2 separate regions of the Mus musculus genome follow, and region 2 is linked to region 1. A link is a contact called in public Hi-C data. All regions are on one chromosome and are shown on one strand. The core of a region is the stretch at or near the end of the contact, and the rest is flanking DNA. Distances in the headings are between cores, read along the strand shown.

Region 1 (6,477 bases), core at 3,374-5,873:
AAAAAAAAAAAAAAAAGAGAGAAAGAAAGAAAGAAAGGAAGAAAATAGAAAACAAATGTTGCCCACAGAACTGTTGGCCCAAAGGTGGAAGCCGCCTGTTTCTTTGGAAGGAATTCACTTGACTGGGCGTGATGCTGCCCGCCTTGGCCCAGAGCCCTGAGGCGGGGTCCTGGGTGTACCTCAGAGCCAGGGAACCGGGCTCATGTGGGGACTGGGGTGGGGGTGGGAGCTGATCAAGGTCATTGTTGAGGAGGGCAGAGTTGCTGAAAGTGGCCACAGCTCAGGTGGGCCCCTCATTCAGACAAATGTGCCTGATTTCCCTGATTAAAAATAACAGCCGGGCGTGTTGGCCCATGCCTTTAATCCCAGCACTCGGGAGGCAGAGGCAGGCAGATTTCTGAGTTCGAGGCCAGCCTGGTCTACAAAGTGAGTTCCAGGATAGCCAGGGCTATACAGAGAAACCCTGTCTCGACTCCCCCCCCCCCCAAAAAAAAAGAACAAAGGCCGGGCACCGTGGCACAGGCCTTTAATCCCAGTGCTAGTGAGGCAGAGGCAGGTGGATCTCTGTGAGTTTGAGGCCAGCCTGGTCTGCAAAGCAAGTTCCAGGCCAGCCAGGGCTACACAGAGAAACCATGTCTCAATAATAATGATGATGATGATGGTGGTGGTGGTGGTGGTGGAGAAGGAGGAGGAGGAGGAGGAAGAGGAAGAAGAGGAGGAGGAGAACCTGAAATAAATGTGAATCACTAAATACCGACCACATTCACTGGTGCTTTCTATAGGCGCAGACAGTGTACATTACACTACATTGCGAATGGCTGCTGGTGCTGGGTCCACTTCTCTAATGGGAAGAAGAAACACACACAGCACACAGAGTGATCTAGCTCTGTCCTTATCAAACTGTGGCATTGGCTAACTGGCACAAGGGCCCTGGCAATAGGCAGCCTGTCTGGGGGGCGGGGTCACTGCATGCTTCTGTCTTCTGTATGAGTAGAAACCTTCAGAGACTCTTCCAATGTAGTGGTCAGTTTTATTGAAATGTAGTCTCAGCTATATGGCGTAGCCCAGGCTATCTAGCCAAGGATGGCCCTGAACTTCTGACCCTCCTGTCTTGGCCTCCCAAGTGCTGGGATTTTAGGTCATCATACCTGGTTTGCAGCCCACATTCTAGGGACTGTCTTGGTGGTATTCTATTCTATAGGGGAAGAGAGGGGTATGTCCACAGGAGTGGACGCCATTATTGAGATCAGCACCAAATGAGAAAGGAGAAGGCTTTGGAAAGTCGGACTCCACCTGGGTCCTGGTGACTGGGCCACAGCTTCCCAGGGGGCTGGAGTGTCCCTCCCCTCTCCTTGTCTCTGAGACACCAGAGCACACTCAGGCTTTCTAGGAAGTTCAGACATGTTGGTCCAGAGTCAGCCTGGGATTGGGGAGCAGGGTGCTTACTTTGGCGGGGCACAGGGTGAGACCCCACTTCAGGGAAGAGATAGGAGGGGGTTATTCTGCAAACCAAGGTTTTCAATAGGTGGTCCCTGGACTCCGCCGTCCCTAGCATCCAGGGACTGGCAAGAAATATACATGTCTTGACTGGTGTGACTGTCAAGCTGAAGCCTGATGCCTGCAGCTCTCACCAGCCCCTTGGGAGAATGGAAAGATTCAGTTGTGTACAACACTGGGGCCTATGGCAACCAGACAGACAGACAAACAGACAGACACGCACACCCACACACACAGAGGCCGGGAGCCACCTTGGCTCAGCGAGGACCTTTACGTTTCTCTCCCTGGTAAGCCTCAGTGTCCTGTTCTGTAGCATGGCCTCCCTAAGTCCCCAGTAAAGGGGATTGGTTACCCCAAGTGAGGTCTTTGCTGAGCTGAGCTGAGCTCCCTGTGTCTCTCCTGACCCATGACCACATGGTCCTTGAGAGCCTCCACCCAGTCCCTTCTCTGTCCCAATCCAAGCCTGGCTGGCTGTCCCTTCTCATTTCTTCTTTTTCTTCCCTGCTATCCACCTCACCTTCTTCTGGCCTCTAAGGGCATTGCACGCACATGCATGGTGCACACACATACATGTGGGCAATCCTACACATAAAAAAAATGAAGTTTTTAAATGTAAAACTGAGGTAGGGATTAAACATCCCACAGCCTGATTAAAACTGGCAGCCAAGGCCAGAGTCATCAAAGCCTGGGTGACATAAAGAGACAGACAGATGGACAGAGTAGAACTGAGTATTCAGAAACACCCCGCAGACATCTCCAAGTAGAGTCTGCAGGCAGGGGAACCCAGAACTTCTAGGGGAAACCCACAGTGCCGGAACCCGTATCAGGACGGGCCAACAGGAAGCTGACCCGTTAGCTCACACCACACAGAAGCAGGCTCTCTGACTGCACCAAAGACACAGCGTGAGAACTGAACACAGACCTCAAGCTATGAGACCCCTTACAAGAAAACACGGGGGTGTCATGGTGTCAGAGTTAGCTGAGACTTCTTGGCTTGAAGAGAGTCCAGATAAACCAACGCAAAAGGCTCTTATGTATGTAAGAGCAGCTGTGCCCATAAGAGGCAAAAGGTGGCTGTCTCGGGTGTCTATCCACAGGTAAATACAAACAAAAGGAGGGAATAGCCACACAAGGGAATATTATCCAGCCACACATGCTTCAACATGAAAGAACCCTGAACACTCTGTGCTGTGTTGGCTACACTGGTCACAAATGGATGAATAGTCTGTAAAGCCATGTCTGTGAGGTATTCACAGAGGTAGAGAGAGTGATGGTCAGCAGGGGCTGGGAGGAGGGAGTGGAGGTTCCCATAGGCTAACAGGACAGAGTGATGCTCCCCACAGACTGGGAGGAGGGGGTGGTGCTCCACACAGGCTGGAAGGAGGGAGTGGAGGTCCTCACAGGCTGGGAGGAGGGAGCAGTGCTCCACAGAGGCTGGGAGGAGGGAATGGTGTTCTCCACCGAGGCTGGGAGGAGGGAGTGATGCTCCCCACAGGCTGGGAGGAGAGAGTGATGCTCCCCACAGGCTGGGAGAAGGGAGTGGTGCTCCCCACAGGCTGGGAGAAGGGAGTGGTGCTCCACAGAGGCTGGGAGGAGGGAGTGGTGTTCTCCACAGGTTGGGAGGAGAGAGTGGTGCTCCTACAGGCTAGGAGGAGGGAGTGATGCTCCCCACAGGCTGGGAGAAGGGAGTGGTGTTCTCCACAGGCTGGGAGGAGGGAGTGGTGCTCCCCAGAGGCTGGGAGGAGGGAGTGGTGCTCTCCACTGGCTGGGAGCAGGGAGTGGTGCTCCACACAGACTGGGAGGAGAGGGGAGTAGAAAGCCCCCACGCAACACCATGAAAGAGCCCTGGCTTAGGATAAGATGCATGTGTTGGTGTGTCCCTACTACCCCTAAGGAAACAGAAAAGAAATTCCAAAGCCACCCTCAAGGTAAAGCAGGGTGAAATGGGGCGATCCAGCTCAGGGATGGAGACTGAGTTGACAGAGGGAGGGGCTGGTGGGTGTGAACACGTTTGTGTTTCATGACCTCAGCATCTCTTAAGTGCTTGTCTTCCTCACACAGGAGGCAGAGCAAGGAGGAAGAGGCCAGGGAGAGAGGGAGGGGGCACCAGCCTTATTCTTTAATGTATTGATTATTATGTCAAATACAATACGCCACAGCTCAGTGCTCACACGGAGGGCGGAGGACAGCTTTGGGGGCGGGGTTAATCCTCTCCTTCCACTTGTATGTGGGTTCCAGGGACCAAACTGAACCAACAGCTTGCTGGGCACAGGCTCCCAGATCCACCTCTGCGCTGAGTGAGAGGACAGGACCTTGCCTTTGGTGGGGACATCTTTGCCAGCAAGTGGGCTCCGCTTGTCCCCAAGCCTGACCACTGGACCTGTTCAATTCCTGAGGCCATGGTAAAAGGAGAAAATGGACTCTATGATTGTCCTCTGACCTGCATACATGCGCCAGGTCATGTTCGTGCTCTTATCCACAAGTCCCTCCAAATAAAACAAACAAACAACAACAAGACCCCCTCCCCCCACCCCACCCCGTGAAAAGCTGAGGGAGACAGTCTTGCTTTTCTGTTTCGATGATTTTAAAGTCGCGTGGCTTCTGTGGCCAAATCCGGGGGGGGGGTGGGGGGGTGGGGCTGGCAGCTAGGGACACACAGTTCCCTCGCTCTGGGTCTCCTGGTTCTCTGGGCTTTCCCTCTGACCAGGACCACATCGCTGCCTGGATTCAGGGCTGCCCTGTCCCCTCAGCCCCGCTGCTTGCATCCCCGCAGCCATCTGGCAGAGTAAGGCAGCCCGATCTTATCTCCTCCTTCGCTGGCAGGCCCAGCTCCACAAAAATAACTTTATCTGGAAATAAAATAAGGCAGCGAGTGTCCTGGCCGTCCTGTGCCCCGAGGGGGGTCTCACTCCTGAGACTGCGCCTGCGTCCTCTCCGGAATGGCCATGGAGTGGATGAAGTCACCGGTACTTGGGGGCTTTGGAACCTCCCGGGGCATTGGACGCTGAGACACCAGGTCCACTCATCTCTTTCTGTATTTGGATGGCGGATGGCTCTGGTCCCCGCACCCCACCCTTCCCGGGGCAGGAAAAGGGCATGCCCCTGTAGCGGCCCCGGCTGCATTTGCGTCACCCAGGAATGTTCTTTTTCTGGCTCGCGCTCTGGCATCGGCGGCGGCCGAGAGGCTCCAGGAAAATCGTAAACCGTGCTGAATGGCACCGTGGTAACAGTCGGTCCCCACGGAGCACGCTTGTGAGTTGTCTTATGTCAGGATGAACTTGGCCAGGACGCAGAGGCCACCAGCTGTGTGTGCACGTTAGCTTTCTGGTTGAGCAAATCTGGAACAAGTGTCCTCTCGGTCCTCCTCGGGAGGGTCATCTCGGGCCGCCCCTCTCAGAACTGCCCACGAGCCCAGCCAGAACCTTTCTTCCCAGGCTCACTGTGGGGGCTGGGTGCGTCACACACAGGAAACACTCGTGAACATGAATCCAGCCTCAGCTCTGCCACAGAAGAGCTGTGTGACCTTGCGTGACTCACTTCACCTCTCTCAGCTCCAGTCCCCGAGATTCAGCATTCCTGTCTGTAAAATGGGGGGATGGGGTGGGGTTAGCTGCTCCCTTTGTCTCCCTTTGTCAATCAACTATTTGAAGCAGTTTCAACTACAGACTGTCAGCGGAGGACACAATCCTCCTCAAGTCATCTCTCTGCCCCTCCCGAACACACCACCACATGTGAAGATGAGTCTTTAAACTGGCAGTTTGCCAAGGCTAGCCCCTGCTACATACTGACAGGTTCCTAATTGAATCTAGTATCCCCAGCAATGTCTATCAGTTGTCAATCACTTATCTTTTTAGCAGAAGTGGTGTGCCCCAGTTCACACCACTTCCCTGCTATGTGGGGCTACCTGTATTTATTAATATTAAATTAACTTTCCCCCTGGGCTAGGGATGTAGCTCAGTTGGCAGAGTTCTTGCTCAGAGTGCAGGAAGCCCCAAGGTTCACACTATTATCATATAAACTGGGTGTGGTGCCACACCTAGGAAACACCAGCACTCAACATGCAGAACCAGGAAGATTAGAAGTTCAAAGCCATTCTTGGATGAACAGGCATTCAAGGCCAGCCTGGGCTACATGAGACCATAGTCTGCCTCAAGAAACTCTTTAGTAAAAATGGTGCTCTTGGTATTCACAGAGAAAGTACACTGGCACCTGCCCATCTCTGCCCTCATTATCTCTCTCAGTGTTGTGGTGACAGGCAAGCCCAGCCATCCTTCTGTTCTTGAGCCCTGGCCATAGAGGAGTGCATGCCACAAGAGCCAGGGGTGCTGCTGCTTTCTTCCCCCTCCGTTCTTAGTTTTCTTTTTGAGTTGTGTGGTGTGTGTGTGAGGGTGTGTGGTGTATGTGTAGTGTGTGTGTGTGTGTGTGTACATGTGTATATTTGTGTGGAGGCCAGAAGAGGGTGTCAGGTGCCTTGAAGCTGGAGTTACTGGTGGCTGTGTGCTGCCTCACTGTGTGTGCTGGGAACTGAAACCTGGTCCTCTGCAAAGAGTAGCGCATGCTCTTAACCACTGAGCTATCTGGCCAGCTCTCACCTCTCTGAGTGGTGGTGGTGTGGGATTTCTTTCCATAGTTTCTATGTTAAATCTCGGGATCCTGTGGTTCCAAGATTCCCAGAGGTCTGAGGACTCCTTCCTGCCAGAACCAACCAAGGGATTTTTAAACACACATGACCTTCCCAGGCTGGTCCTGAGGGGCTCTCTGGGTCTGCAAAACACAAGGTTTTCTTGTGTCTCAGATGAAACCCAAGGGTTTGCTGACCTACCTGGAGCTCACCTTATGCAGAGATGGGGGCTCCTCTGCGCCCCCTGGTGGTGAGATGTGCATGCCTGTGGCTGCAGCTGTGGGCCTGAAGGGAAGGAACTTCCTGCTGAGGTCTGGGGCTGGTCAGGGTGTACCATCCACCCCAGAGTCAGGAGCAGC
Region 2 (6,075 bases), core at 1,060-3,559, 87 kb before region 1:
GGCTGCGTTTGTCACCTAGTAGGTATGGGTGTTGGGACCGAGGCTTGCCTAAGACCTGAAAGTCAAGGAAGATGGTGGACTCAGCTGTTGAAATAGTCTTGCTACTTAGACAGGTGCATTTGTGTGTGTGTGTGTGTGTGTGTGTGTGTGTGTGTGTGTGTGTAGTTTCTACATTTTAACTCAGTGAATTTATTAACATGACCCGGCTCCTGTGTTTTTCAGATCAAGTTTTTGTTTGTTTGTTTTAGTTTTGTTTTGTTTTGTTTTCAAGACAGGGTTTCTCTGTGTAGTCTTGGCTGTCCTGGAACTCACTCTGTAGTCCAGGCTGGCCCCACACTCATAGAGATTCACTTGCCTCTGTCCCGCACGTGCTGGGCCCAGAGTCATTCACCACCAGCACCAGGCTATGCAGATCATTTAAAAAAGACACCTGTAAAGTCTGTAGTGATGGCTCCTCCTTTGTCCTCAGTATCTGTGACTTGTGTGTTACTTTGTTTCCTTCGGTTTCCTTTTTGGTCATTTGATACAGAGATCCATCCCCTGTATCAACTCTTTCAAAGATACTGCTTTGGGTCTTCATTAATTTTCTGCTTTTTCCCTATTTCCTTGTTTTTAATGTTTTCTTTGTTACATTTACTTTTGTTTGCTTGTTTGCTTGTTTGTTTGTTTGTTTGTTTGTTTGTTTGCCAGCACATTTGTGTAGCGATCAGAGGACCTCTCTATGGAGTTAGTTCCTTCACCATACAGGTTCCAGGGACTGAACCCAGATTATGAGCCTTGACGCCAAGCTCCTGTACCTGCTGAGCCATCTTGCTGGTCTCTTACTCTTTTCTCATCTTTGCTCTCCCTTGGATCTTGTGTTTAACTTGCTTCCTTCTTTTCTTCCCTAACACAGGTGCCCACAGCACCCACTTGAGAGTCACTCCTAGCTGACATGGTACCTCAACTGGAATCCTCTATCCAAGGATCTTGTGGACCACATGAGGCTAATTAGAATATGCTCTTCTCTGCGGCTGCTGGTCAGGGATGAGCGCTCTCCCATGTCTGCTTCTGTTAGCCGTGAATGAGTCTGCCTTCTTTTTAAGGAATGAATATATATTCTTTGATGGTTCCATACATGTACACATGTACTGTCTGTTGATTATATTTTACGCCACACCCCTTACTCCCCCATGTCTTCCCAAAATCTCTTCTCTCTCCTCTCTTCTCCCTCCCCTCCATCCTCTTCCTTCTCCTCCTCCTCTTCTTTAAAACCACACCCAGTCCAGTGAGTGTTGCCTGAACACACATGGGCATTGAGCCATCCCAGGGACTTGGGCAACCTACCAGCAGTCATCCATACCTTTGGAGAAGCTCGGCCGTCCTTCCTTGGAAGCATCCATTGTAAGTAGATCTTCACCCAGGGATGGGATTTTATGAGCCTCTCCCGTCCATGCTGGATATTGACTGACTCCATCGTGTGTGAATCACCACAGCTGCTGTGAGTTCGTGAATCCGATGCTCACACATCGTGGCCAGAGGACAGCATTTCACTCCCCTCTCCCAGCCTCTAGCTTTGATGTTCTTTCTGCTTCCTCTCCCATAATGTCCCCTGAGCTTCACAGGGGATAGGTGGATATAGGTGTCCCATCAGGGGTGAACACTCACGGTCACTTACTGTTAGCACTTTGATCAAGCCGTGAGTCCCAGCACTAACCACTACACTGGAAGAAACAGCTTCCTGAGCAATGCTAATTTATGGATATAAATAGAAATATTGAGAAGGCAATTTGACAGCGTGTCCATTTAACCGGTAGTTTCTCCCCTAGGGCCTATGACCTCCGGACCCACAGCTTTTGACTAGGTGCATGGCACTAGATTTGTGTTCCCTCCTCTGAAGCAGACCTCAGATCCCGTCAGAAAACGGGTGGCTCCCACAACCACCATGCCTCTATGGCACTGGTAGCAGGGCTTGCTTTGGCTTTGTTCCTTAACTTCCAGCTACCTTGAGATCTTCTAGGCAGCTCCCCTGCAGCCAGAGGACCAGCTATTCAGCTGCGTGTGACAGATGACAATGTTCCTTCCCCTACCCGCCTGCCCACCCAGAGCTCTGACCTGGTGTCAGCCTCTTGTGCTGAATGGAGGCATCTACAGCTGCTGGGTGAGTACTCTGAATTCCCTGATGTCAAAATGACGCTCGGGAATGTGCCAGCCTCATGAGTCTGTTGGTCTGTCTCACTCATTCACTCCATCAGCTGAGGGTGGGATCTGAACAGATCCGGTTATGCATCATGTATATCACTGGGATGTGTACCGAGAGTCACCATGGAAACCTGGGTATGGGACTCAGAGTCACCATGGAAACCAGCCACTGGGTATGCCTGTCAGGAAGCTTCTAGAGTGTGTTCACGGAAGTGGGAAGAGCCACCCTGCGTGTTGGCAGTGCCATCTCTTCGTGATCTGGGGTCCTGGACAGAATGAAAAGGAGCAAGCAAGTGGAGTACCAGCAGTCACCCCTCTCTGCTTCCTGACTGTGGGTGCCATGTGACCAGCTGTTTCATGTTCCTGCCACTGTGCCTCCCCGCCATGACGGACTGTGCACGCTCACACTGTGAGCCAGCGCGAACCCTTCCTTCTTTAAGGTGCTTTTTGTTACAGCGGTGAGACGACGGCTAATATGCTGCAGAAACACGTGCACGGTGTGCAGGGCTCACGTGGACGACACAATCCCTGCTGCATCTCATTTGACTAGCTCTCAGCATCTGCTTCAGCCGCTCTTCTAGGAAACCACTCTTATTCTTCTGGACTCTCTTTTGCTCATAAATTAAAATGCAAATTCTATCACTGACCGTGTATAATTAACTCCCTGTCCCAGGTTGGTACATCTGTGTCCTGTCACAGTTGGACTCTGCCCTCACCCCTGGATCATGGGGCTCCAGCAGCCCAGATGCCCACCTGGGCTTATGTAGCTATCCGAGCACAGCTGGGGAGGAATCAGAGCACAGCTGGGAAGGAGTGAGAGCTGGGTGGTGCCAGCTGCACCAGAGTCCAGGTTCATGCTGCAGACTTGAAAAGATCTGTGATGAAAAGGAACTGTCTCTGAGAGCAGGAGTAGAGCACTGCTCAGGGTGGGCAAGCCTGAGAGCAGAGCCTGGCGCTTTGGGTCTCACTAGTGCAGGGCTCTGTCCTGTGCAGCCCTGGCTGTCCTTTGCAGCGAGTGAAGGGTGAAGAGAGCAGCGAGTTTTTTTGGCAGAGGAAAAGACACGGAACGCCCAACCACAGGATTCCCAAAAACAATGCTAAGCATTAATCTTGCTAACATGTTAGATGGCACGCAGGTCTCCGCAGGCTCATTCCTGGGCTAGACACAGTTCCCAAAAGCCATCCGATTCCGCATCCCCCCTGGCCATGTGTGGGTAATGAGCAGATGCATCTGGGCTGGCCCTGGCCTCCCAGCCACGTGGGGCCAGACCTTCCCCAGCTCTGGCCTAGGCCTGCCATAGGGAATACCTTAAGCATCCTCCTCTGCCTTGTCCTCCTGCCCTTGGTGAAGACTAGGGCAAATATGCTCAGAGGGGTTCTCCAGCCACAGCCTCACAGTGGCTCTGCCTCCCAACCATGCAGTGTCTCATAGGGGACAGGCTAAACGAAGAGGCAGCTAGAGTAACGTCTCTCAGGTCTTGACTCACAGACATCATTTCCATGGTTTTCTTTGAAAGACACATACACACAACCAAACCGATTTTAATTAGAGATTTTGTTTTGTGGTCAGGCGGCCACAAGTGAGGGCAGGGTAGCTTTCATGTGAGGAACATACACAGGACTGAGCCTGTTTCCCATAAAAGGATACTCCCCTCCCCACGCCTCCCCAACCAAATGGGAAAAGAGTTTGTTTTGCACAGTTTGGGAATGCTAGGCAAAGCTGTCTTTTGCAAAGTCTGCAGTTGAGGGTCTCCCCACAGCAGCCTCTGTGGATGTTGGAGTAACTGGGGCATTTGTCAGCCTCCGGTGCCTGCTGGGATCATGCACACAGAGGTTAGACATTCAGTCCTGACTGTAACACAAAAACTAGCCGAGAACCAAGTTAGCACACCCAGGAGCACCCGGACGCTTCCAGGCTTGAGCCAATGAGTACAATGTGATAAGTACTGTAGAATGAGCACCACACCATGAGCATTGTGTGATGAGCACTGTGCAATGAGTACTATGTGATAAGTACTGAACAGTGAACACCACATGAGCACTGTGTGATGAGCACTTTGTGATGAGTACTATGTGATAAGTACTGTAGAATGAGTACCACACTGTGCGCACTCTGTGATGAGCACTGTGCAAGGCGCGCTGTGGAATGAGTACACCACAGGTGCTGTACACCCCGGGTTGGAGCTGGGATCAGGGCTGTACCAGTCTTCACACTCAGAAGGTGGCTTCTCTGTCCTGTGCAGGACGACACGCGTCCTATCAGAGGCTCACACCCTTTGACACAGGACGAGTGTCTCAGGTCGGTTTCATAGAGCAGAGCAGGAACCGCCAGGCCCCTCGTAGCCCAGAGCTTCCCACAGGGTGGCACCCTCTCCGTGTAGCCAGAGTCTCTTGCACTGGGTTGCAGTGGTCTCCAGGTGAGAATGGCAAAAGAGCAAACGGGAGCTTTGAGAAGGAGGACTCCTCTCTGCTTCACCGGTGGCCCCAGGGCAGTGGCTCTCTCCTGTGTGACACCCTCTTACCCTCTGCCCTCACACACCTTTGTTCAAGATGGCTACTTCAAGTTCCACGCATTGCCTACATTTCCAGCCAGCAGGAACGAGGACTGCCTCGAAGGAAGGGTGGGGACTCTGGTCAGCTGATTGCTGCGTTTAGGGGATAAGATGAACAAATTCTTACCTTAATCTTATTAGCCATAGCGCGGTCACATAATCTCAGCTACCAGCAAAGGAGGCTGGGAGGCGTGGCTTGACTTCCAGGTGTATGTATACCTGGGTCCAGGGCCTGCTCCTTTCGTTCCTGTGTGTCCCTAGTGTTCACAGCAGAGTCGGGACTGTGGGAGGGGTGTGTGTGTGTTTGATTTTTTTTCTAGACAGGGTTTCTCTGTATAGCCCTGGCTGTCCTGGAACTCACTTTGTAGACCAGACTAGCCTCGAACTCAGAAATCCGCCTGCCTCTGCCTCCCAAGTGCTGGGATTAAAGGCATGCGCCACCACCGCTCGGCGTGGGAGGGTTTTTGCCATGGGACAAATGTGTGCCTGATGTAGCAGAGGGACTGACACAGTCCTAACTGGGACTCACTGCCCGGTCTCGCGACGTATGATGGATCGGGTAGAGTGCAGTGACTCCAGAGTCCATATTTTACCATGGCAAGGGTGAGAACATGTGGTCTACAGAGAGAGCTTGCTCTCTTCAGAAGCCAAGAGCTCTCTCCTTTTGCCTGGGTCATTTCACAATTTCACCCCTCAAACACCAGGCTAGCCCTTGCAGAGAATGTCCCAGTTACCCTGTGCAGTAAGTACTATGTGATAAATACTGAACAATGAGCACCACACAAGAGCAGTGTGCAGTGAGAACTGGAACTACACCCCAACCTCCTGACTTCACGTCGGATTCCCCGGAAGGCTCGCCCAGAGTGAGCACACAGGTCTCAAGAGTTAAATGTCCTGTTGGCAGGCAGTTGGGCATTTTATTTCCTGGTTCTGTTAGTTCTGTCACCATCTGCAGCAGGGAAGGACCAGATTCAGGGGCCCATCATTTATTTCCTCAAGGGATGGGGCCACTGAGGCGTCTGGGGCTTTTTAGAAAAGAGGCCTCCTGATCCAGGATTCCCACCCTTGGCACACTCCAGCCCTGACTCCAGCCCTGGATGTCTGAGGCTCTGTTTCCACCCATGACAGTGCCCTGGGGCTCTCTCCAGCTTACTTCAGCATAAAGTTACCAAGGAACCTCTGCCAGGAACAGAAACTTCGAGGCTCAAAGAACTGGGTGACCTCAAGAAATTAAGAGACAGCTGGACAGAGGACATTCATGAGCCTGGGTTCCAACTGGGGTAGATATCTGGAAACGGGCTGACTTCTTCCCAGTGTCTGCATCCCAAGAACGTGGCTCTGT

The links. Hi-C and Micro-C count contacts between places; a contact is called where the count stands out from the background.
Region 2: a contact with region 1 is called in a Hi-C map of cortical neurons, with 2.0 times the contacts expected there. The contact joins two enhancer-like sites. A contact is called at or near these places in 2 of 15 datasets of contacts at CTCF or cohesin (the NIH/3T3 cell line and large pre-B cells), 15 of 484 Hi-C or Micro-C datasets (the HL-1 cell line, cortical neurons, double positive thymocytes and 5 more) and 3 of 115 datasets of contacts at active chromatin or transcription factors (double positive thymocytes, embryonic stem cells and oligodendrocyte precursor cells).

The regions. Positions count from the first base shown.
Region 1 is chr8:120,970,442-120,976,918 of GRCm38.p6, reverse strand. No RefSeq gene overlaps it. Among named protein-coding and RNA genes, the nearest start is that of Gm33579, 50 kb to the left of the region's middle. Within about 2 kb of position 4,623, at least 79 of the 459 cell types and tissues checked have an H3K27ac peak or open chromatin away from gene starts, as enhancers often do. A contact at or near this core is called in cortical neurons, where this site is marked.
Region 2 is chr8:121,055,550-121,061,624 of GRCm38.p6, reverse strand. It overlaps Fendrr (Foxf1 adjacent non-coding developmental regulatory RNA), which reads left to right. Exons shown (of 6, transcript NR_045471.2): 5 at 896-2,140. Among named protein-coding and RNA genes, the nearest start is that of Gm46071, 21 kb to the right of the region's middle. Within about 2 kb of position 2,309, at least 15 of the 459 cell types and tissues checked have an H3K27ac peak or open chromatin away from gene starts, as enhancers often do. A contact at or near this core is called in cortical neurons, where this site is marked.